Regions from separate parts of the Sus scrofa genome. Here all the other regions are linked to region 3. Evidence: chromatin contacts called from public HiChIP or PLAC-seq data. All regions are on one chromosome and are shown on one strand. Each heading gives the region's core, a stretch centred on a gene start, on an enhancer-like site or on the middle of the called end of the contact. The rest is flanking DNA. Distances are from core to core; before and after follow the strand shown. Region 1 overlaps LOC110260300 (a long non-coding RNA gene). Region 2 overlaps RCSD1 (RCSD domain containing 1). Region 3 has its middle 93 kb from the start of POU2F1. Region 4 holds the start of CREG1 (protein CREG1). Region 5 overlaps LOC110260300 (a long non-coding RNA gene).

Region 1 (3,953 bases), core at 875-3,374, 340 kb after region 3:
TAGTCCTAGTACTTAGTAATTTGCCTCTGGGTGGAGTTCCTCAAGTTAAGCAATTTTTCACCATCCCTTCCCCAACCCAGTATGTTTCAAAGTCATAGGAAGCAAAAAGAAAAACACAAAAAGTGAAGCGTTTTGTAGTTTAAGATTGTTTAAAATGTATCTTTATCCTGAGTTCAAATGTGTGTTGTGCTCCTGACACACGAGGGCGCACTATCTCTACAGTTTATAATATTCATGGTGCAGAAATTCCTGTAGAAAACAAGGTCTGTGGAGCTCATGACGGGAAACAGGAAGAGAAAGTGCTTGCTATGTGTTCCAGACTTACTGTGTTTTCTGGAGTGGATGGAACATGTTCTAATGTCCCAAGTGAGCAATATCAAGGGTTTCAGAGCCTACAAGCTGGCCCTCTGGCTACAGGGCTGCTGGTTGGAACCTCCTTGATATCAGAAGTACCAAATCGAAACACCAGCTTTGGGAGTTCCCTGGTGGTACAACGGGTTAAGGATCCAGAGTTGTCACTGCAGCGGCTCAGGTTGAAGCTGTGGTGCAGGCTCCATCCCTGACCCGGAAACTTTTGCATGCCATATGGACATGGCCAAAACAAACAAATAAACTAAACTAAACAAAAACCACACACCAGCTTTGGAGTCTGACCTAGAATCAAAGATACGAACTGGAGCAAGTTACCTAAACTCTTCTTAGTCTAAAAATGAAAGCAGGAGTTCCCGTCGTGGCGCAGTGGTTAACGAATCCGACTAGGAACCATGAGGTTGCGGGTTCGGTCCCTGCCCTTGCTCAGTGGGTTAACAATCCGGCGTTGCCGTGAGCTGTGGTGTAGGTTGCAGATGCGGCTCGGATCCCGCGTTGCTGTGGCTCTGGCGTAGGCCGGTGGCTACAGCTCCGATTCAACCCCTAGCCTGGAAACCTCCATATGCCGTGGGAGCGGCCCAAGAAATAGCAACAACAACAACAAAAGACAAAAAAAATTTTAAAAAAAATTTAAAAAAAATTAAAAAATAAAAATGAAAGCATTATCTCATAGAGCTGTAAGAGGATTAAATGGAATGATCAGTCTAAAGCATCTAACAGTGTGTAGCACATAGCAGAGACTTAGGCAGAAGTTATTGCTATTTGTTACTTAATCACAGCTGACATAAAATGTGCTTAATACATGTTTAAGTGAATGAATGAGTGAATGAAATGTGTAGAATCACAGAGATTTTATTGCACTAAGGAAAATGAATACTTTCAAGCTATTTATTTATTTATTTTAGGGCCACACCCTCAGCATATGAAAGTTCCCAGGCTAGGGGTGTACCTACACCATAGCTCACAGCAACACCAGATCTCCAACCCACTGAGCAACACCAGGGATCGAACCTGTATCCTCATGGATACTGGCCAGATTTTCTTCCACTGTGTCACAACAGAACTCCTCAAGCTTTTTAAATGTGGAGTCAGCTAGTTGAGTCACCTCAAGGCAAAGTAACCAAACTGTCTCTAGTAAGCATTAGAGACAGTTCTGTCAGTCTTCTCTACTCCTCTTTGGAAAAAAACAGAGGCCAGAGGGGGCGAATGATGTGCCCCAGGCTTTGAGGCTGATTAGAAAAGCAGGATGAGACTTAAGTCCTAGCTCAAGGCTTAAGTCATAGGGACCTGCCTGACTGGGTGGGAGGACAGGGGAATGAGGAGGTGGCCCTTAATGGACTGATCCCAGAAAATAAATAGGCTTTGAGCTTGTTTTTTGTTTGTTGTTTGTTTGTTTTTCTTTTCTTGCAGCAAATAGATGTTCCCAGGCTAGGGGTCAAATCGAAACTGTAGCCACTGGCCTACACCACAGCCACAGCAATGCCAGATCCAAAGCCACATCTGTGACCTACACCACGGCAATGCTGGATCCTTAACCCAGGATTCAAACCTGCATCCTCATGGATGCTAGTCAGATTCATTTCTGCTGAGCCACAATAGGAACTCCTGAGCTTGGTTTTAACATGCTGCTGAGAGGCACCTTTACCAACAAGTGATCCCACCCACCTGGGGTATAGAAAGAGCCAGAACCACAAGAGCCTCTTGCTTGCCCTAAGGCCACCCATAATTCGCCTCTAATCTGAAGGGATGTGTGGGGAGAGGCTCTCACTTCCCCAAATATGTTTCTTCCTGTGTCACAAGGAGCCTTGGGTCACCTCCTTCCTTTGTGCAACAAAAAAGCAATTTCTGCCTCTGCTTCTTTTGTTTCCTGCCACCACTGTCTTTGCCTTTTCTAGGACCCAGTTCTCAAGACACAGCCCTGCTCAGCCCTGGCTGGCTTTCCCTATCAGTAGCCTCCCCCTGGCTTCCTGACCTGCACAGAAGAACAAAACACTCATGAACCCCTGGGTCTCTCCCTTTGCCTGGGTAAAACAGGCTGTCTTGGTGTGGTCCAACCCCTCTGCTTTTGATCTGCCAGCAGGAAGCAATAAAAGGCACTTTCCACGTGCCTGCTGTAACCATATTTTCCATATTCAAAAGTAGAATTCATTACCCAAGCGGGACACGTGCCATTCTAAGGACTTTCAGACAAAAGACCTGAAATTGGACCATGCCAGGAAACCCAGGATGGATGGTTGCCATGGACATACATCCTGAGAAGTTCTCTCCTCTGGGTGATGCCTGCTAGAAGTGCCATCTGCTTTTGCCACAGATTCATGCCTGTGAGTGTGACTCAGATAACAGCCACAGTAGTCCCTTGAGTAACTCCTACTCAGATTCTGCCAAGAAGCCAGAGAACAGGTGTGTCCAGGACAACTTTTTCCTTGACTTCATTTACTTGTTTTACCTGCATAAAAACCCTAGTCCCATGGGGGCTTTACAATGTATTTTTACCTTCAACTCAGCTACGATTTGCAGGGTGTTTTTACCTTCAACTCAACTATGATTCTTTTAAATATATCAATCCTTGGAGTTCCCCTCATGGCTCAGTGGTTAACAAATTGAACTAGGAACCATGAGGTTGCAGGTTCGATCCCTGGCCTCACTCAGTGGGTTAAGGATCTGGTGTTGCTGTGAGCTGTGATGTAGGTCACAGACACGGCTCAGACCTGTGTTGCTGTGGCCCTGGCGTAGGCCAGTGGCTACAGCTCTGATTCGACCCCTAGCCTGGGAACCTCCATATGCCACAGGTACGGCCCTAGAAAAGACAAAAAGACAAAAATAAATAATAAATAAAAATATCAATCCAAAAAAAAGTATCACTCCAACAACTTAAATATATCCAATAAGTACTATAATGACCTGTTTCACCCGTCAGGAACTGGGTTGTGTAATGCCAGAGGTAAAATGGTGAAAATGCCATTCATTCCAACTCTTTTGAGTCCTTACTATGTACAGAAAATCATGCTTATACTGAGTGGAGGATCCAATGACTGACCGTGTGGTTTGTACCCTTTCACACTCAACTGTAATAAAATTAATCATGCTACAGTAGAATGAGAGCCAGACTTAGTGTCAGAGGTCTTGGGTTCAAATCTTGCCTCTTCCCCTTGATGACTGTGTAGTACTGAGCAAGGCAGATTTCAACCTCCCACTCCTCATCTATCAATAAGGAAGGCATAATATCTGTTGGCAGTGAGAAATAAATGTGGACAAGTTGTCTTTGTGCCTGCAACATAATAGATGCTGAGAAAAGATTTCCTTCCTTCCTTCCTTGAGAGGCTTAGAGGCTGATAGATAAGAACAGGTTCGCTATAACTGACACACACTGTAGACTGTCATACAAGCTCAACTAGGGATGCAAAGGATGCCAAGCCTGCCTTTTGTGGTTTGTTGCAGGCAGGGTGGGGAGAAACTGCTCAGATTGGCATCACTGGGGGCTGTTGGCTGGTTTCCTGCCAGTTCTGTTCCAGGTCTCCACCCAAATCCACTTTGTGAGGAATAAGTTTCAGGGCCATCATCAGCCACATGATTAGAGCTCAGAG
Region 2 (4,148 bases), core at 1,247-3,746, 420 kb after region 3:
CACTTACTCAACTTCATTGCCTGCCTGAGATCAGCTGGGGTGGAGGGTGAAGCTGCGGGCATCCGCCCCCGCCCTTCTCCAAGGAGAGGCAGCATCATGGCATGACCAGTAACATTGGCTTTATTTATTTTTCTATTTTTATTATTATTATTATTTGCTTTTTCATGGCCGCATTTCTGGCATATGGAGGCTCCCAGGCTAGGGATTCAATCTAACATTTGCTTTAGAGGGAGCACCCAAATAAGAAAGCTTAGAGACATTTATAGCACACAAAGGAGGGCCTAGGAAGAGTGTGTGTGTGTGTGTGTGTGTGTGTGTGTGGTGTACAGGAGTGCAAGCTTACAGTTGTAAAGGAGCATGCCTAGTCTTTGAAGGCCATGAGCTGAGTGCAAAGACAGAGATGGACTTTCTCAGGCAAACTGCTACCCAAATCCTTCCAGTTGCAGGCTAGGAGTGAGCAGAGGGATTGGAGGGGGAGTTTGCAGTCTGTGTAAGAAATGGCACTAAAACCCAAAGAGGAATATCTCTGGGGCTGGACACTTAAAAAAAAGGTTATTAAAACCAGATGCTTCCAGGGAGTTCCCATTATGGCTCAGTGGAAACGAATCAGACTAGTATCCATGAGGATGCAGGTTCAATCCCTGGCCTTGCACAGTGGGTTAAGGACCTGGCATTGCCATGAGCTGTGGTGCAGGTCGCAGACACAGCTCAGATCTGGCATAGCTGTGGCTGTGGTATAGGCCAGCGGCTACAGCTCTGATTCGACCCCTAGCCTAGGAACCTCCATACACTATGGGCATGGCCATAAAAAAAAAAAAAAAAAAAAAAAAACAGGTGCTTCCATAGGACACGTGTAACAAGGCAGAGTTGAGGTGGTCATTTCCAGCACTTGATGATTCACCATGTGTGTCTTGGTGGCCATGGAGCATCCTGGCCTCTTCAGGGGGCCTGGAAGCACCTTGAGGGAGGGAAGTCCACAGGAAACCGCTGACTGCATTGGTGGTGGAGCAGGGGTGTGATAGCCAGTTGGTAACCAGCTTGGAGAAAACTCGAGGCAAAAAGGAACAGAACAGGAGTTCTTTTTTTTTTGTTTGTTTGTCTTTTTTTTTTTTTTATCTTTCTGCCTTTTTGCCTTTTCTAGGGCCACTCCTGCAGCATATGGAGATTCTCAGGCTAGGGGTCTAATTGGAGCTATAGCTGCTGGCCTATGCCAGAGCCACAGCTACTCAGGATCCGAGCCTCATCTGCAACCTACACCACAGCTCACGGCAATGCCGGCTCCTTAACCCAATGAGCAAGGCCAGGGATCGAACCTGAAACCTTATCGTTTCTAGTCGGATTCGTTAACCACTGCGCCACAACGGGAACTCCCGGGACAGGAGTTCTCTTGTGGCTTAGCAGGTTAAGGATCCGCTGTCACTGCTGTGGCGCAGGTTCAATCCCTAGCCTGGGAATTTCCACATGCCATGGGTACTGCCAAAAAGGAAAAGAACAGTAAAAGGGGCGAGTCTTCCTCAGTGAGGGCACTGGGGAGAATGTAATGCAATATGCAATTACCTACCCAAAGTCATCGTGAAGGTTCTTGGAAGGACCCCATTGCCTGTTTTAATAACAACCCTTCTAAAGCTCTTTTTATGTCTTAGGCCTTGTCCCCTCACTTTAGATAATGTAGTAAATCATTTAACCCACCTGTCAAGGTACAGAATGGTAAAGCCAATTGCCCAAAGTCACTGAGCTAGGAAGAGATGCAGCTGCTCCAGGGTCGAGTCCAAACAATCTGGTTCTCATCCACCATGCTACCTGCCTCTCATGTTATTTATTATTCATTCAACAAATATTTTCTGAGCATTTTCTATGCCTAAGGCACTCAATTAAGTAGGGGAGACAAAACACAGAAATACTTGCGAAAATTCAATAAAGGGCATTTGTTCATGCCATTACTTAAAATTACAGGCCTCTCTTTCCAGTGCATTCGGTCAAACCTCCAGTTTTTGAAGCCCCATCTACCCAAGGAAAGATGCTATCACTGTAGAACCCTTTCCAGGCTGGAATGAGGAACCCAACCTTGTCCTGCCTCCCAGATCCCTGGGCATCCCCCTAGCCCCCAGGACGTACCACCTCTGGTTCCTTTCCAGATCTGCAGAGCCACACCCAGGGCCAAGAACCATGTAAATATTCCCTAAATGCAGTTGACTGATGGGCTTTTTAAATCTTTGAATGCAGGAGCCAATTGCAAGATGCTCTTAAAGACCTCCCTGTTGCGGCATCCCCTGCTTGTGGCCACATAACAAGCACCTTGCGTGCTACCCAGTGCCCTCGCTCAGCAGTGCCAAGTGCCTATTTGCTGGTTAACTTCTGTTTCCCCTCGCTTTGCCAGGAAAGGCCAGCAGAGACCAACGCCAATGTGGACGACTCGGCGCTCCCCTCGGTGGCCCAGCTGGCTGGGCGGTTTAGGGAACAGGCAGCCGCTGCAAAGGAGGTGAGTCAGGCGGCTTCAGAGCCCCTCTCCTGGGAGGGGGCTGGAGGAAGGGGAAGTCTGGGTCAGGCCCAGAGGAGAGGGAGGGAGGAGGCTTGGTAATTACCAAATTAGGAAGAGAAGCCAGAGAGGGGTCTCTCTGAATGCGAGGAATGTCGCCATGCTGCTGGGCCTGGGCAGGATCTTTCCCCACCAGAGCCAGGCTTACACTCCAGCCAGAAGGGAGCAGAAATGGGGCTGAAAACTGAAAGAGCCAGCTGCCAGAGAGGGGAGTCTGGAACCCAGGGCTTGCCCACCTTGATTGTCCATCCACTGAGACTTAGATCTTGCACAGCTGTGCCAGGCCTAGACTGGCTCTTTTTTTTTTTTTTTTTTTGGTCTTTTTATGGCCACACCTGCAACATATGGAGGTTCCCAGGCTAGGGGTCAAATTGGAGATGTAGCTGCCAGCTGCCACAGCAACCTGGGATATAAGCCACATCTGCAACTTACATCACAGCTTATGGCAACTCCAGACTCTTAACACTGAGCGAGGCCAGGGATCAAACCCACGTCCTCATGGATACCAGTCAGGTTTGTTACTGCTGAGCCACAATGGGAACTCCCTGGACTAGTTCAAAATAAAGGAGTCCCCACAACAGGCTCCTGGCTGGAGCTCAGGAATCCAGAGCAAGGGTAGATTCCAGATGGAGAATTGGAAAGAATTAAACAGGAGACTTAAACGGAAGCACATTCAGACTGAAAGCCAGGCATCGAGAAGGAAAGGGATCAGGGTCCAGTGGATTCTACAATCCTGCTGAAGAGGACAGTTTCAAAAGGGGCTTTGAAGCATTAGAGAGATTTGGGCTAGATTTCCTTGAGTCCTACAATCCGAGGAGCTCTTTAGAAGTGAAACGAAGGAAGGGCACCTCAATGTGGGGGGAGGTCTCTCATGACCCCTTGGGGCAAAAGAGAATGTAATTATCATGCTTTTTTAGGTGTGTCGTTTTGCGTTTTTATTTTCCCATCTGAAGAATAGGTCTATAATTTCTAGACATCACAGGAATATCATAAAGGATGAAGGAGATGTTATTGATCTAAGGTGATGGCAATGCTTGGAAGCTGGATGTGAGTGTCATTTTGAGATGTTACTTCAGGCTGATGAATCTCAAAAAAAGAGGATGCTCCAGTCAAAATGGAAAGTCAAAATGGAAAGTCAAAATGGGCAGACAGTTCACAAGAATTTATAAAATTAATCTGCAGTCACAAAGACATGCAATTCCTCCCTCCATTCTTTTCTCCTCCAGACATCTGGAAACATTCCTCAAACCAGTTTCCACCTCCTTCCTCTTCCTCCTTGTTGCCTGATTAGCTCTCTCTCTTTTTCTCTCTGTGTGTCTGTCTGTCACCCTCCTTCTAGACACCAGCCAGTAGACCAACAAGAAGGAAACCACCCTGCTCCCTCTCTCTGTTCCCCCCCAAGGTAGAGCTGGGCCAGAATGGTGAGGAGGTAAGTGCTGCTCCCCCCGGGGCTCAGAGGACCTGGTTACTGATTTTCTTTCTCCGTATGAGAAGAGGCACACAATTCACACTCTTTTTATTTATTTATTTATTTGTTTGTTTATTTTCCTTTTCAGGGCCCCACCCTCTGCATATGGAAGTTCTCAGGCTAGGGATCCAGTCGGAGCTGCAG
Region 3 (4,194 bases), core at 964-3,463:
TTTTAAGCAGGGATGTGTTTTCCTAATGGCAGTGATTGTATTTAGAACTATTTAAATAATTATTGTTTACAGAACAGAACAAGTCATAGATAAAATATGTCCCTTTTTGGTCACCCATGTTTCTTGTTTCCTTTAATGTCAAATGCCTGAGCAAACATGTTTATTATTTATTTCTTAAAGAAAATCTTATTGAGTATGAGTTTAATTGTTAGACATCTGCCTTATGTGAGTTTTTGTATCCCTTCTGAATGAATTTTTTCCTCCTTTTCCTTTTTATAGGAAACTCTTTGGGCCAAAATTCTGCTTACTTATCTTGATTGTGTTATGTAAAAATATCTTTTTGAATGGAATCAAGGTTGAAAGAGATAATAATTGTGGTTCACGGATTCCTTATCCATTTTCTTTTGCTGAACATTTTTTGCACATTATCGACATTTTTGTAAACAAAGGTAATTGAATAACTTAGTAGATTTATATTTCTTCCTAGGAATAAATTGGTTTTATTCTGCAGTGAAATACATCTAACTATGTTCTAAACTGGCACTGAGCCCCTATAAACTCTTTCCGCAGTAAAAGCAATGGAAACAAAAATAACATGAGTGGAGCCAGTGCCTGATTTACTAATCCATGTACAGTATATTTAGAATTGGGAATATGAGAATTGTCTTCAGTTTTGGAACCTCTGATTTGAAGAAGCTCTTTACATAAAATGCATGTGGTTTATCTTTACATAAAATGCATGTGTTTTTTAGAGTTCTGTTTTTACTATAGGATGTTGATTTATTGAGCATTGGTAGGATATCTTATTTGTACTCAGCAACTGATAGAAACTCCTTTGATTTTATTTATTTTTTTCCCAGTTAAGCAGATACTCAAGTTTTCAGTGTTTCCTAGATTTTTGCAGACAGGTCTGGCAATGAACAAAAGAAGACTCAACAAACCTCTACATTTATCAGATTCTTTTTAAAAGTATTATCCAGGAAACTAGATTCTTATCCAGAAAAAGATACAGAATATTAATTTTTAAAAAGACAGTGTGAAAAACACAAAACTTAACTCAGTGTGAGTGTTTGGTAGTAGCTTTACTCAGCCTGTAAGATTGAAAGTCATTGCAAGTACAGTTTAATTTGTCACATGATTTATTTCATAATTCCTTTGTAACTTTATTGGTTTTTATGTTGAAATCATAGCGTAGTATGTAAAGTTAAACCATTAAATCAGTAAAATAATAAAAAATTATGATAGGTGTTTTTTTTTTTTTTTGGACTGGTGAGTTTTTTCTTTGCAGTGGAAGGAATGCCTGGGAAGTGAGCATTATGTTGTATATGTTAAATAGCTCAGTTGTTTTTAACATGTAGTCACTTCCTCAGGTAATAGAGTTGGACAGAATAGCTTTGTAACTCGCAGAGTGAATATAATTTTTTAGGGAAAAGTGACTTAGCTATTTTCTTGTTTTAGTGTACTTATTTTAATAGTGTGCTTGCCGGGGGGAATGCTTTTTTTTTTTTGCTGATTCATACTGCAGCAGACCGGTATATTATAATCAATCTTTTAAAAATAATTATGTAAACATAGCTTACAAAAATTATCTGCTGCTTCGTACGTGGTCTGATGTCAGTTGTCTTTGGGGCTAACAAGAGAATATAAGACTGCTGTGTAAGATGGCTGGGAAATTTACACAGGGAAAATTTTAAAGCCACATATATACAGTCAGCCTTCCATTTTGGTGAGTTTGACATCCGTGATTTCAGCCAACTGCAGATCTAAAATATTGGAAAGAAATATTCCAGAAAGTTCCAAAAAGCAAAATTTGAATTTGCTGCACCCCATGAACTATTTATGTAACATTTACATTGTACTAAGTATTGTAAGTAATCTAGAGATGATTTAAAGTATATAGGAGGGTACACATAGGTTTTATGCAAATATTATGTCCTTTTTTTGTATGAGGAACTTGAGCATCCTTGGGTTTTGGTATTTGCAGAGATCCTGGAACCAATTTCCTATAGATACCAAGGGATGATAGTAATTGCATATTAAAATGTATATAGTTAATAATGATCAGAGTACAAATCAGGGTGTGTCCAAGTATATAGGAACCAAAGCATCCTGAACCTTTATAGCTGGAAGATAATTTAGATACAGTCTCTCTTAACGCCTTTACAGATGAGGCAATAGTCTCACAGTGGTTTAGTGACTTGCCCACAGTCTCTTAACGATTGAGTAATGGATAAGAACAGAAGCCTTCAGACTTTCTAGTCTCCTCTTCCCCATGCACCCATCTCTTCCTCATTTTGCTACTAGTCAGAGAAGACTTTTAGTAGAAGGTGAGATTTTTAAGCTGAATTTAAAAGGGTAAGGGATGGGAAGAGCATTGCAGGGCAGGTTGTATTCAGGGTTGTGCTGTATAGGTAAAGAATAAGGTATCTGTTCTATGGGCACAGAAGCCTTTGGAGGTTTTAAAGTAAGGAATCCCATGATAAAAGTTTTGTTCTGGAATTAGCATGGTGATGTGCAAGATGGTTTGAAATAGGGAGAGGTTGGATCCCTGGAAACCAGTGTATAAAAATTGAGGTATATGGTTTGTTGATTAATTGCTTTAAGTGCTGTAGGATACAAACATAATAAGACAATTACTGGGCCTCTAAAGTCTTTCAACCTAACAATTGATATAACGAAATAGATAATCCGTAATAAGGATGTCGAGAATGTTGTCCAGTTATATCACATAGAATAAGGACCTTTGGGAGAAATCCTTCCCAGGTTTTTACAGTAACAACTCTTTTCTGACTAATGATTTTGTTTCTAGTCTTTTGGACATTGAATTAATTGACTTTATTTCCTTTTCTTTATTCTTCTTTTTTTTTTTTTGGCTTTTTTAGGGCTACATGTGCAGCATGTGGAAGTTCCCAGGCTAGGGGTCCAGTCGGAGCCACAGTCACAGCATCACAGGATCCAAGCCTTGTCTGCGACCTACAGCACAGCACCACAGCTCATGGCAACGTCGGATCCTTAACCCACTGAGCAAGGCCAGGGTTTGAACCCATGTCCTCATGGATACTAGTTGGATTCATTACCGCTGAGCCACAACAGGAACTCCCTGTTTCCTTTTCAAATCAGACTACAGTGTTTAGACCAAGTTATTAACCTGAAGAGGCACTTGTGGTATCCATTTTTTTTTTTAGCCTCATTCCCAGTATCGTTTTAGGTCCTTACTTTTGGTTTTGTATTTCATTTATTGCTTTCATTTTTAAGCTTCTGTTATTTTGTGTTTTATGTGGGCTACCATATATCCTTTCTGAAGCAAGGCAAGTGTAAATAAAATTATTATAACTATGACATAATGATACTGTCTGTATTTTTATAGTACCTTAAAATTTATAGCAGCATTTTCATTTGCTCCTTTCAGACAAGTATTATTATACCCATTTTATAGCTGAGTAAAATAAAGCTCAGATTAAGTGACTTTCACAGGTCATGCGTTTAATAAGCACTAAGTGTATTTGGGAAATAGTAAGTCTTCCAGGCCAGCTATCACTAAGGCTGTATATTGGAGAGTGGTGGAAGGCAGGTTGCAACTCTCTTGTGGAGAGCTCTGAGTGCTGTGTTGATAGTGTAGGAGTTTGGATTTCATTTGCTTGACTGTAAGGAATCATTGAACTTTTTGTTCTGGACGGAGCTATGATCAAAGCCCTTAATTTAAAGTCGTTAGCAGCTAATTAGAGTCAAAGGCAATATCAAAGTTTTGAGTTTAGATTATCTAAAGCAATGCTATGAACAGAGGTAGAGAAGTTGGAAGTGGGAGCCGTTTGGGGGAATAGGCAATGAATTCAGTTTCAACGTGTTTTGGTTGACTCTTATGAGGTAACAAGTTTATTGTAAAAATCACAAAAAGTTTTACTGAAGTAAATGTGTGATAAACATACAAATAATAGGATTGAGATTTATGCTCATGCCACTGTGTTTGGACTGAGCATTGAATCTGAACACTAAATTCTAGACATCTCACTTTTGCTTGGCTGCTATAGTTGTTTCAACAATAAAATAGTGATAATACCAGTGTTAGAGGGGTGCTGTGTGAAGTAACAAATTGGTAGCAGAAGCATTTTTAAAGTACTGTAATAATTTTTCTTCAGTGAGCACAAGAGTAAAATCTGCAATATTATTACTTGTGCTGCTGTAGAGAAGAAGCTG
Region 4 (4,348 bases), core at 871-3,370, 310 kb after region 3:
AGGTCAGAAACCAACTTTGACTGGCTAATTGACAGAATCAAACTCAGACTAATTCTGATGTGGCTATGCCTTTTCACTGCCATCATGGACCTGAAATCCTGGGTAAGTTCCTCACCACTGTCTTTTCTAGAGATGTCAAAGGCCTGGGCTCAAGTTCTACCTGACAGTAACTAGTCAGACTAGGTAGAAGTTGAGTCTCTGCCCCTCTGAGTTTGAGTTTCCTCATTCTTAAAATGAGAATATCAGCAAAAGTTTAAATGTAATAATGTAGAACAGTGGTTCTCATTCCCCTCCCCCTCAACATTAGAAGCATCAGGGAGGGATTTGGGGGGTGTTTTTTTAATATATGTGTTTTTAGTAAAATGCCTTGTCATTGCATTTTTTGTTAAGACTTCCCAGGTGACTATTTGCAGCTAAGGTTGAACATCATTGATGGGAGTGGAATGAACTTGCTCTGAGCAAATGCCTAAGGGAGTGGAGCAAGCCAGGAATAAGAAAATGGTGAACAAGGATGTTATGTGCCTTGGCTGCTTCTGGTTTTGCTCAGAGATTGCAGGCCCCCAGTGTCACAGATCTTACCATTTTTTCAAGAAATTAGACAGACTTTTAATTGCACTCTCCATTTTTGAATGGTGGTAACTAATTCAGAGTTATTAAAAACAAAACAGAGCTCTGCATGGGCCAAAGAAAACCAGCCTGTGGGACATATTCATCTCATGGGCCACCAGTCTGAGACTTGTGTTTTGAAGGCCGACAGAGCTGGGGTGAAACTGGAGTGTGGCCACTGGCTTTGGGCAAGTTACATAACCTAAAATTCAAGTTCTTCATCTGCAGCATGGGGATGGTAATACCCACTTCAAAGCGTTATTAAAGGAGACGATGAATGGAAGATGAATGAAAAGGTCAGCCTGGAACAAGGTTATATCAAACCTTATATTAAATATAAGGTTTCTTTCATCTTATCATTATCAACAGTGTTAACCTCTGGAGTTCTCATTGTGGCTCAGCAGTAACCAACCCAACCAGTATCCATGAAGACGTGGGTTCAATCCCTGGCCCCACTCAATGGGTTAAGGATCCGGGTTGCAGTGAGCTGTGGTGTAGGTCACAGATGCAGCTTGGATCTGGTGTTGCTGTGGTGTAGACTGGCAGCTGCAGACCCCTAGCCTGGGAACCTCCATATGCCGCGGGTGCACCCCTAAAAAGACCAAAAAAAAAAAAAAAGACTGCAATAATCATACACAATGTTGTATTTACTTCTTGCTGCTGAAGGGAAAATTCTTAATTCAAAGGAGGGATAAGAAAGAGAAATCCCAAAGCCAGTTATACTAAGTGCTAAACTACCCAAAAGTCTCCACACCCTGTAAAACTTTTAATAAGAGTTCAGTGAGACACCGTAACCCAAAACGACCCCAGGTGAGAAGTCCTCCAGGTGCTGGTAGAGAATTCACTAGAAGTGCATTGCGCAGTGGCGAGGGCGTGTGTGAAATTCCTGATATTTAGCTGCCCAGCAATAGAAAAGCTGCAATGCTCGCCTAGCCAGCTCGGGAAAGAAGAGGTAGGTTTGGCCTACGTTCAAATTCTTATCTCTACGAGGCCGGCTCTCCTTCCTCAACAGAATTTAAGCGACAGTCAAAAGGCTCGCGCTTCGGCCCGCGGTGCCACACGGCCCCTCCCGCTCACCTGCAAGTTGCCTACTGATTGCTGCAACGGGCTAAGATAGAAGTACAGGACGCCGGTGCCCTTGCCTGGGGGGCCGTCGCTGAGAGATAAGACGTCGGCAAAGGGCCTGCCCCGCACCCCCTCCTGCGTGGAGATGGTGGCCAGCGCGCCCCAGTCGCAGAGGTTCGTCACGAAGCGGGCCACAAGCGCCGCATTCTCGCGGGGCGGGAGCGGCGGCAGCAGCCCGGTGGCGTCCCAGTGCCCGTGGCCCTGGCCGCTTCGGCCACGCGCTGGTGTCACCAACAAGGCCACCAGCGCGGGAGCCAGCAGGAAGGCGAGCACGGCGCGCGCAGACCCGCGGGCACGACCATCCATGTCCGCGACTCCAGCAAAAGTTCCGCGTCCGGGGCCTACCGGGTCCCAAGACTAGGCGTGCGCGCCCGGGCCCCGCCCATCGCGGGGCAAACCGATCCTGCCCCTTCCGAAGAGGACCAATGGGAGTACGGGGGTGATGGGCGGAGAGGGCGTGTCCCTCGGCCCGCCCCCGCAACGTGCTGCGAGGAAGCTGTTTACCCACCTTCCTGCAGCTCCGCCCCGCCGCTCTGACAGGATTGCGAAATCTTCCTAAAGGGGGTGGTCGTTTTGGACCGAGGAAAAGCAGAGGCTTAGAGAAATTAAGCAGCTTGCCTAAGTCATATTCCTAGGAAAGGACCAGTCTCTTCACACACACCCCCTTCCTTTAATACCTTTGGATTTGGCTACCTGGCATCTGAGAGGAAATGCTGTGTTTTCTTCACATGCTCCTCTTGTCTGTTTACTTCACTGTCTGGTTACTCCACTATAAAGAGTAAAGACCAAAGAGCAGCAAGGGTCCCAGGGGGAAAACAGAAGCCCCAAAGTTTAACACCTCAATAACTTATTACTCCTGGCCCGGGAGTCCCTCAGAGATACCAGGGGATTGTCAGGATTCCATGCACGTATTTGAACTCATTGAAACCAGTTGTGGACCGTGGTTATAAGGCTCGGGGACTGTGGTTTCACAGATGTCTTGCTTTTGCTCATCCCTCACCTCATGTACGTGGCGTTTCCCTTTGCTCCTCCTAAGAAAGTCTCTTCCGTTTTTCCAGGGGTGCCTCCTCTTTCTGATACTCTGGCAATTGGCAAGTAGGCTCATACCACCTGATGTGCCCGCCTTATAATTATAAGCTTTAATCACACCTCCTCATAGCGAATCCTCATTATTTTGACCTGGCCTCACGCCCCTACTTTAATCATTGTTATAAAGGCCAGTGTGGTGGTGCTGGGGCAGGAGGTTGTCAGTTTCTAAACCTGGCTCTGGTATAAGCAGCCTTCAGAGGCTGAGGTGTTCAACAAAGGTGAAGTAACTTGGGGCCCCGGACCAGTCACCTGAGCAGGCAGGTGTGGGCCACAGGTGTGTGAACTGAAGCCCCGCCTCCATTTCCGGTCTCCAACTCGGCTTCCCCACATTGAGCCTGGAAGGTTCTCAGGCTACTCAGCCAGAACTTGGGTACATGGAGTTCCCGTCGTGGCGCAGTGGTTAACGAATCCGACTAGGAACCATGAGGTTGCGGGTTCGGTCCCTGCCCTTGCTCAGTGGGTTAACGATCCGGCGTTGCCATGAGCTGTGGTGTAGGTTGCAGACGCGGCTCGGATCCCGCGTTGCTGTGGCTCTGGTGTAGGCCGGAGGCTACAGCTCCGATTTGACCCCTAGCCTGGGAACCTCCATATGCCGCGGGAGCGGCCCAAGAAATAGCAACAACAACAAAAAAGACAAAAGACAAAAAAAAAAAAAGAAAGAAAAGAACTTGGGTACAGAAAGGACACCATTTACTCTGAGGAGGAACCTGCAGTGCCTTCTGGTGGCCAAAGGATGTTACACACACCACTTGCATATTCAGGTAAGTCAAAGTTGGCTTCCTTTTTTTTTCTTTCCAGTTTAACTGAGATGTAATTGACATAAAGCACTGCATAAGTTTAAGGTGTACAGCATAATGATTTAACTGCCATACATCATGAAATAATTATTACAAAAAGTTTACTGAGCCTCCATGTCTCATAGATACTAAATTTTGATTTCCTTTTCAACAACTGAATTTGGGAGAGCGTCAGCTAGATGGAAAACTAAGTGGGAAAGACTTAGGAGAAAAATCAGGTTTCTCATTTTCAAAATGAATGTTTAATACAAATAGCTTGTGTGCGTGCCAGTTACAAATATTTCATCCTTAATCTTTTAAGGAAAGGAGTTTCAAATTTAGTGTTCTAATCTCAGCTCTGCCATTATTAAGTCGTGTGATGGTGGTTCATCTTACCTTTTTTGGGCCCCTGTTTTCAATTCTGATACCTCTTCTGGCTCTATATTCTATTTTTCTGTTAATATGCAAAATAGGAGCCTTTTGTAAGTTTCAGAATGATTTTTTTTCCAAGAGGACTAACAAAAATCTTTTTTGTTTATTGCTATACCCTATTGCTGATGTATAAGCCCTGTTATAGCCCCAGTACAAAACAAGTGCCTAAAACTTGATCTCACGATCAGAGCATGAGAATGAGGTCTACAAACCCTCCAGTTTGAAGTACCTCCCCTTAGTGTCTGTCTCTGCACTGGCTGTTTTTTCTGCCCCAAATGCTCCTCACTCACATATATGCATGGCTACCTCACTCACATACA
Region 5 (3,767 bases), core at 1,250-3,749, 360 kb after region 3:
AAAGACAAAAATAAATAAATAAATAAATAGTATATATATGTATATTCTGTATGTTAACTCCTTGTTAGATTTTGCTATTTTTCTCCATTCCATAGATTGTCCTTCACTCTGTTGATTGTTTTCATTAAATGTGCAGAAGTTTTAAAGTTTGATGTAGTCCTCTCTGTTTGCTTTTGCTGCCTATGCTTTTCATATCATATCCAAGAAATCATTGCTAAACCCAATGTCACGAAAATTTTCCCTATGTTTTCTTCTAGGAATTTTATAGTTTTTAAGACTTATTTTGAGTTAATTAATGTATGTGGTATCAGTTAAGGGTCTAACATCAGTGATTTGCTTCTGAATATCCAAAAACACCATTTTGTTAAGAGACTGTTCTTTTGAAGCATCCTATTGAAGATCATTTGACTATAAACACAAAGGTTTATTTCTGGGCTCTCTGTTCTGTTCCATTGGTGCACGTGTCTGTCTTTATGCCAGTAAAGACATATGTTTTCGGTTTTTTGTTTTGTTTTTGTTTTTGTTTTTTGTCTTTTTAGGGCTATTCCCTCAGCATATGGGGGTTCCCAGGCTAGGGGTCACATCGGAGATGCCACAATGGGAACTCCGAAACTTATTTTTGTATGTTGATTATGTATCCCGCAACTTTGCTGAATTCATTTATTAGTTTCAATAAAGAAATGTGTGGGGTCTTTAGAAAACTCTATGTAAGATCATGTCATCCGCAAACAAAGATAATTTTACTTCTTTGTTTCCAATTTGGATGCCTTTTATTTCTTTTCCTTACCTAATTGCTCTGGCCAGAATTTCCAGTACTGTGTTAAATACAAGTAGCAAGAGTGGGCAAACTTGCATTTCTCCTGATCTTAGAAAGTTTTATGTTTTTCTTGTTGAGTATAATGTTCATTGTGGGCTTCATATAGGTTGCTTTTTAAAATATAGGATTCCTGGAATTCCCATTATGGCTCAACAGGTTAAGCACCCAACTAGTAGCCATGAGGATGTGGGTACGGTCCCTAGCCTTGATTAGTGGGCTAAGGATCCAGCATTGCTATGAGCTGCAGCTCGACCCTGTGTTGCTGTTGCTGTGGCACAGGCTGGCAGCTACAGTTCCGATTGGACCCCTAGCCTGGGAACCTCCATATCCCACAAGCACAGCCCTAAAAATAACCAAAAAAACAAACTATATATATGTGTGTGATTCCTGGACTGATTTTGAAATATCAAATTTGGGCAGGTGTTTGAAATGATAGCTCAGGATTACCAACTAGTATCAGAAGATTTGTATATGGATTTTCTAGATGTAGTTTGTGGAGACTGTTACTGTCTTATGAGCTACGTTTTCTCGGACTTAGGTTTCAAGGGTAGGAATTGACAAAGCATATCCAACCTGCGTGACTATAAATCATTTGCTTCACATGGACCTTTAAAACCAACACTGGCAGTTTACACATGTGAGTTCGATGGAAAACTACTACAGTGAATGGAGGACACTCTTGGAGAGACTTTGGAGAGAAAATAATCACCACTTTCCTTCTTTGAAGATTCAGGGTCTCTTAGGTTTAGAGGTCCTTTCCCTCAAGACTTGAATGAGAGGCAATAGGAAAAAAAGAAAGAAAGATAAAAGCAATCAGGATAGAACAAAATAATGCCCTGATGAATCTCAGAAAAATGTACTATGAATAAAAAATAGACTTTTAGCATGTAAGGTACTGTGTAATTGTAGCCACAAGAGATTTAGAGATATCGCCTTGAGTGGAACAGGTTGCACTTGAAAGCTGTGTCTTGGTTTTTTTAAATGATAAGCTAACTTGGGATAAAAGGAAGGAGAGAAGCTTCATTCATTTATTTACCAACTGCTTCTTAGGAGAGAATGAGTGTGAATAAGGCATCTGCTGAGTGGGCACTATACTGTATTGGGAAGACATGCCCACACATCACTCTGATGTGAGAGAGAGATAAGCTCTATGAAGGGATGAGGAAGGATGAGGAAGGAAGGATGCACACAGTTAGGAATTCCTCCTCAGCATTTACAGCTTCTCCTCAGTAATGGTCCCTGTGCAAATGGTCACCTTCCGTAGCTCATTGTCAGCTAGTATTACAGTCCCTAAAATGCTTTTTTACCCACCCCCACGTCCTTCTTACCAACCCTAGTACTCATTTTGGTCCATCAGCCTTGTGATAATCATGACTTGGTGCGTGGATGTGAGAGAAAAAGCACCAGGCAGACAGACAGACAGACCCAAGACACAGAGCCAGAGAGATAATTCATGAAGCCTTAAACACAGCTGCAAAATTAAAACAAAAATGTCAAGGGAACGGAGTGTTCCAGCTGACTTAACTTCCTGTTGATAAGTCTCTGGGGAGGAGGGGGTGAAGTCTGGAGTTCTAGAATTGGGGTGGAGGGAGTACAGGGGGCCTGGCCGGAGTGGGGGCAGGTCGCCTCTGCAGGCATGGTCACTAGGAGTTGAGTTCCCATCTGCAAAGCTGTTGACACTCACTTCCTGAGCCTGGTCGTGGTCAGAGGAGGCTTTCAGCTACTCATGTGCCCAACCTACAGAAAAACAGGATGTTAGCTTTCTGATCTGATTAAGCCATGAGATGCAAATTCCTTCGCCACCCCACCCCCACCCCACTCCCAGACCACTGCCACCCACACCAGATTCCCCTTCCACAGCAGAGATGCATTCATCTCCCTCTATGACTTCCAGCAGCCACTGTCTTTGTCCTTTGCTTCATTGCCAACTGGGCTGTGTGAGGCCAGCTTGAGTGCTTAACCCATTTCATTATGGTTTTAGATTTATGGTTGCTTTGATTAAGAGTTCCTTGCCACATCCCTGGGTGACTAATGAGAATTATCATCAAACTAGAAAATGAGGATGGTTCAGTAACTTTGCCCTTTAGAAAGCACATACGTGGTAGGGTCCTGAAGTCCCCAGTCCTCAGCTTGGCCCCTTTGCCTACAGAGTCTTTACAGGTAGGTGGTTTTCATGTCTCTGTCCATACTCACTCTCATCCCTTCTCTTTCTCTTTATTGCAGCCTAAAATCCCCACCATGAGCAATAAAGGAAACAGAAACAGAAAATACAAATCAGAAGCAACTCTGCTCAAGGTCAGTAATCTTCAAAATGCAAATGTCACCTATTTTTACAGAGGCAAATACCAAGCATAAAACATTTCCAGAACAAGACTCCAGCAGCAGCCAGCTCCCTATAAGGAGGCAAGGATGGATTCCAAACTTAATGCCCACTTAAAGGACTTATGTGTGCTGTGTTGGAGCAGACACTGCAAACCTGAAAAGGACGTAAAGCTGGCCTCTGACAAACCCTCTTGATCAGCTGAACCCTCTCCTTAAGCTCCTGGAGCCCCCTGCTCACATGACCTTTCCAGGCACCCAGAACCCCACTGTCCCCATGTCTACCAAACACAACCCAGGTCAGCTTCCTCTTCCTGCTGCCTCCAGGCCTTCCATAAACCCTCCATCCTTGTCCATCCTGCCTTCCTCAGGATCTAGCAGCATCAAGTCTTTTTTTTGCTTTTTGCTTTTTTTTTTTTTTTTTTTTTTTGCTTTTTAGGGCCACACCCAAGGCATATGGAGGTTCCTAGGCTAGGGGTTGACAAATCAGAGCTGCTGGGCTACGCCACAGCAATGCAGGATCCAAGCTGTGTCTGCAACCTACACCACAGCTCACAGCAACACCAGATCCTTAACCCATTGAGGAAGGCTAGGGATCAACCCCACAACCTCATGGTTCCTTGCCGGATTC

What was found. HiChIP or PLAC-seq counts read pairs in DNA pulled down with a chosen protein or histone mark.
Region 1: a contact with region 3 is called in an H3K27ac HiChIP or PLAC-seq map of alveolar macrophages. The contact joins two enhancer-like sites. A contact is called at or near these places in 2 of 2 datasets of contacts at active chromatin or transcription factors (alveolar macrophages and skeletal muscle).
Region 2: an H3K27ac HiChIP or PLAC-seq map of alveolar macrophages shows a contact between it and region 3. The contact joins two enhancer-like sites. A contact is called at or near these places in 1 of 47 Hi-C or Micro-C datasets (embryonic fibroblasts) and 1 of 2 datasets of contacts at active chromatin or transcription factors (alveolar macrophages).
Region 4: an H3K27ac HiChIP or PLAC-seq map of alveolar macrophages shows a contact between it and region 3. The contact joins the promoter of CREG1 here to the enhancer-like site in region 3. A contact is called at or near these places in 3 of 5 promoter capture datasets (fetal liver, fetal skeletal muscle and liver), 8 of 47 Hi-C or Micro-C datasets (alveolar macrophages, embryonic fibroblasts, fetal liver and 4 more) and 2 of 2 datasets of contacts at active chromatin or transcription factors (alveolar macrophages and skeletal muscle).
Region 5: a contact with region 3 is called in an H3K27ac HiChIP or PLAC-seq map of alveolar macrophages. The contact joins two enhancer-like sites. A contact is called at or near these places in 2 of 2 datasets of contacts at active chromatin or transcription factors (alveolar macrophages and skeletal muscle).

What each region holds. Positions count from the first base shown.
Region 1 is chr4:83,428,347-83,432,299 of Sscrofa11.1, reverse strand. All of the region lies in intron 2 of LOC110260300 (a long non-coding RNA gene), which reads left to right. Among named protein-coding and RNA genes, the nearest start is that of RCSD1, 26 kb to the right of the region's middle. Within about 2 kb of position 2,124, at least 21 of the 83 cell types and tissues checked have an H3K27ac peak or open chromatin away from gene starts, as enhancers often do. A contact at or near this core is called in alveolar macrophages, where this site is marked.
Region 2 is chr4:83,346,414-83,350,561 of Sscrofa11.1, reverse strand. RCSD1 (RCSD domain containing 1) reads left to right here. Exons shown (of 8, transcript NM_001244462.1): 3 at 2,378-2,479; 4 at 3,876-3,965. Among named protein-coding and RNA genes, the nearest start is that of TRNAP-CGG, 33 kb to the right of the region's middle. Within about 2 kb of position 2,496, at least 13 of the 83 cell types and tissues checked have an H3K27ac peak or open chromatin away from gene starts, as enhancers often do. A contact at or near this core is called in alveolar macrophages, where this site is marked.
Region 3 is chr4:83,767,385-83,771,578 of Sscrofa11.1, reverse strand. It overlaps a transcript of POU2F1 not described here. Among named protein-coding and RNA genes, the nearest start is that of POU2F1, 93 kb to the right of the region's middle. Within about 2 kb of position 2,213, at least 5 of the 83 cell types and tissues checked have an H3K27ac peak or open chromatin away from gene starts, as enhancers often do. A contact at or near this core is called in alveolar macrophages, where this site is marked.
Region 4 is chr4:83,456,130-83,460,477 of Sscrofa11.1, reverse strand. CREG1 (protein CREG1) reads right to left here and starts at 2,120. Exons shown (of 4, transcript XM_001928982.4): 1 at 1,684-2,120. The coding sequence starts at 2,037. LOC110260300 (a long non-coding RNA gene) reads left to right here and starts at 3,433. Exons shown (of 3, transcript XR_002343362.1): 1 at 3,433-3,581.
Region 5 is chr4:83,412,248-83,416,014 of Sscrofa11.1, reverse strand. It overlaps LOC110260300 (a long non-coding RNA gene), which reads left to right. Exons shown (of 3, transcript XR_002343362.1): 3 at 3,041-3,519. Among named protein-coding and RNA genes, the nearest start is that of RCSD1, 10 kb to the right of the region's middle. Within about 2 kb of position 2,499, at least 24 of the 83 cell types and tissues checked have an H3K27ac peak or open chromatin away from gene starts, as enhancers often do. A contact at or near this core is called in alveolar macrophages, where this site is marked.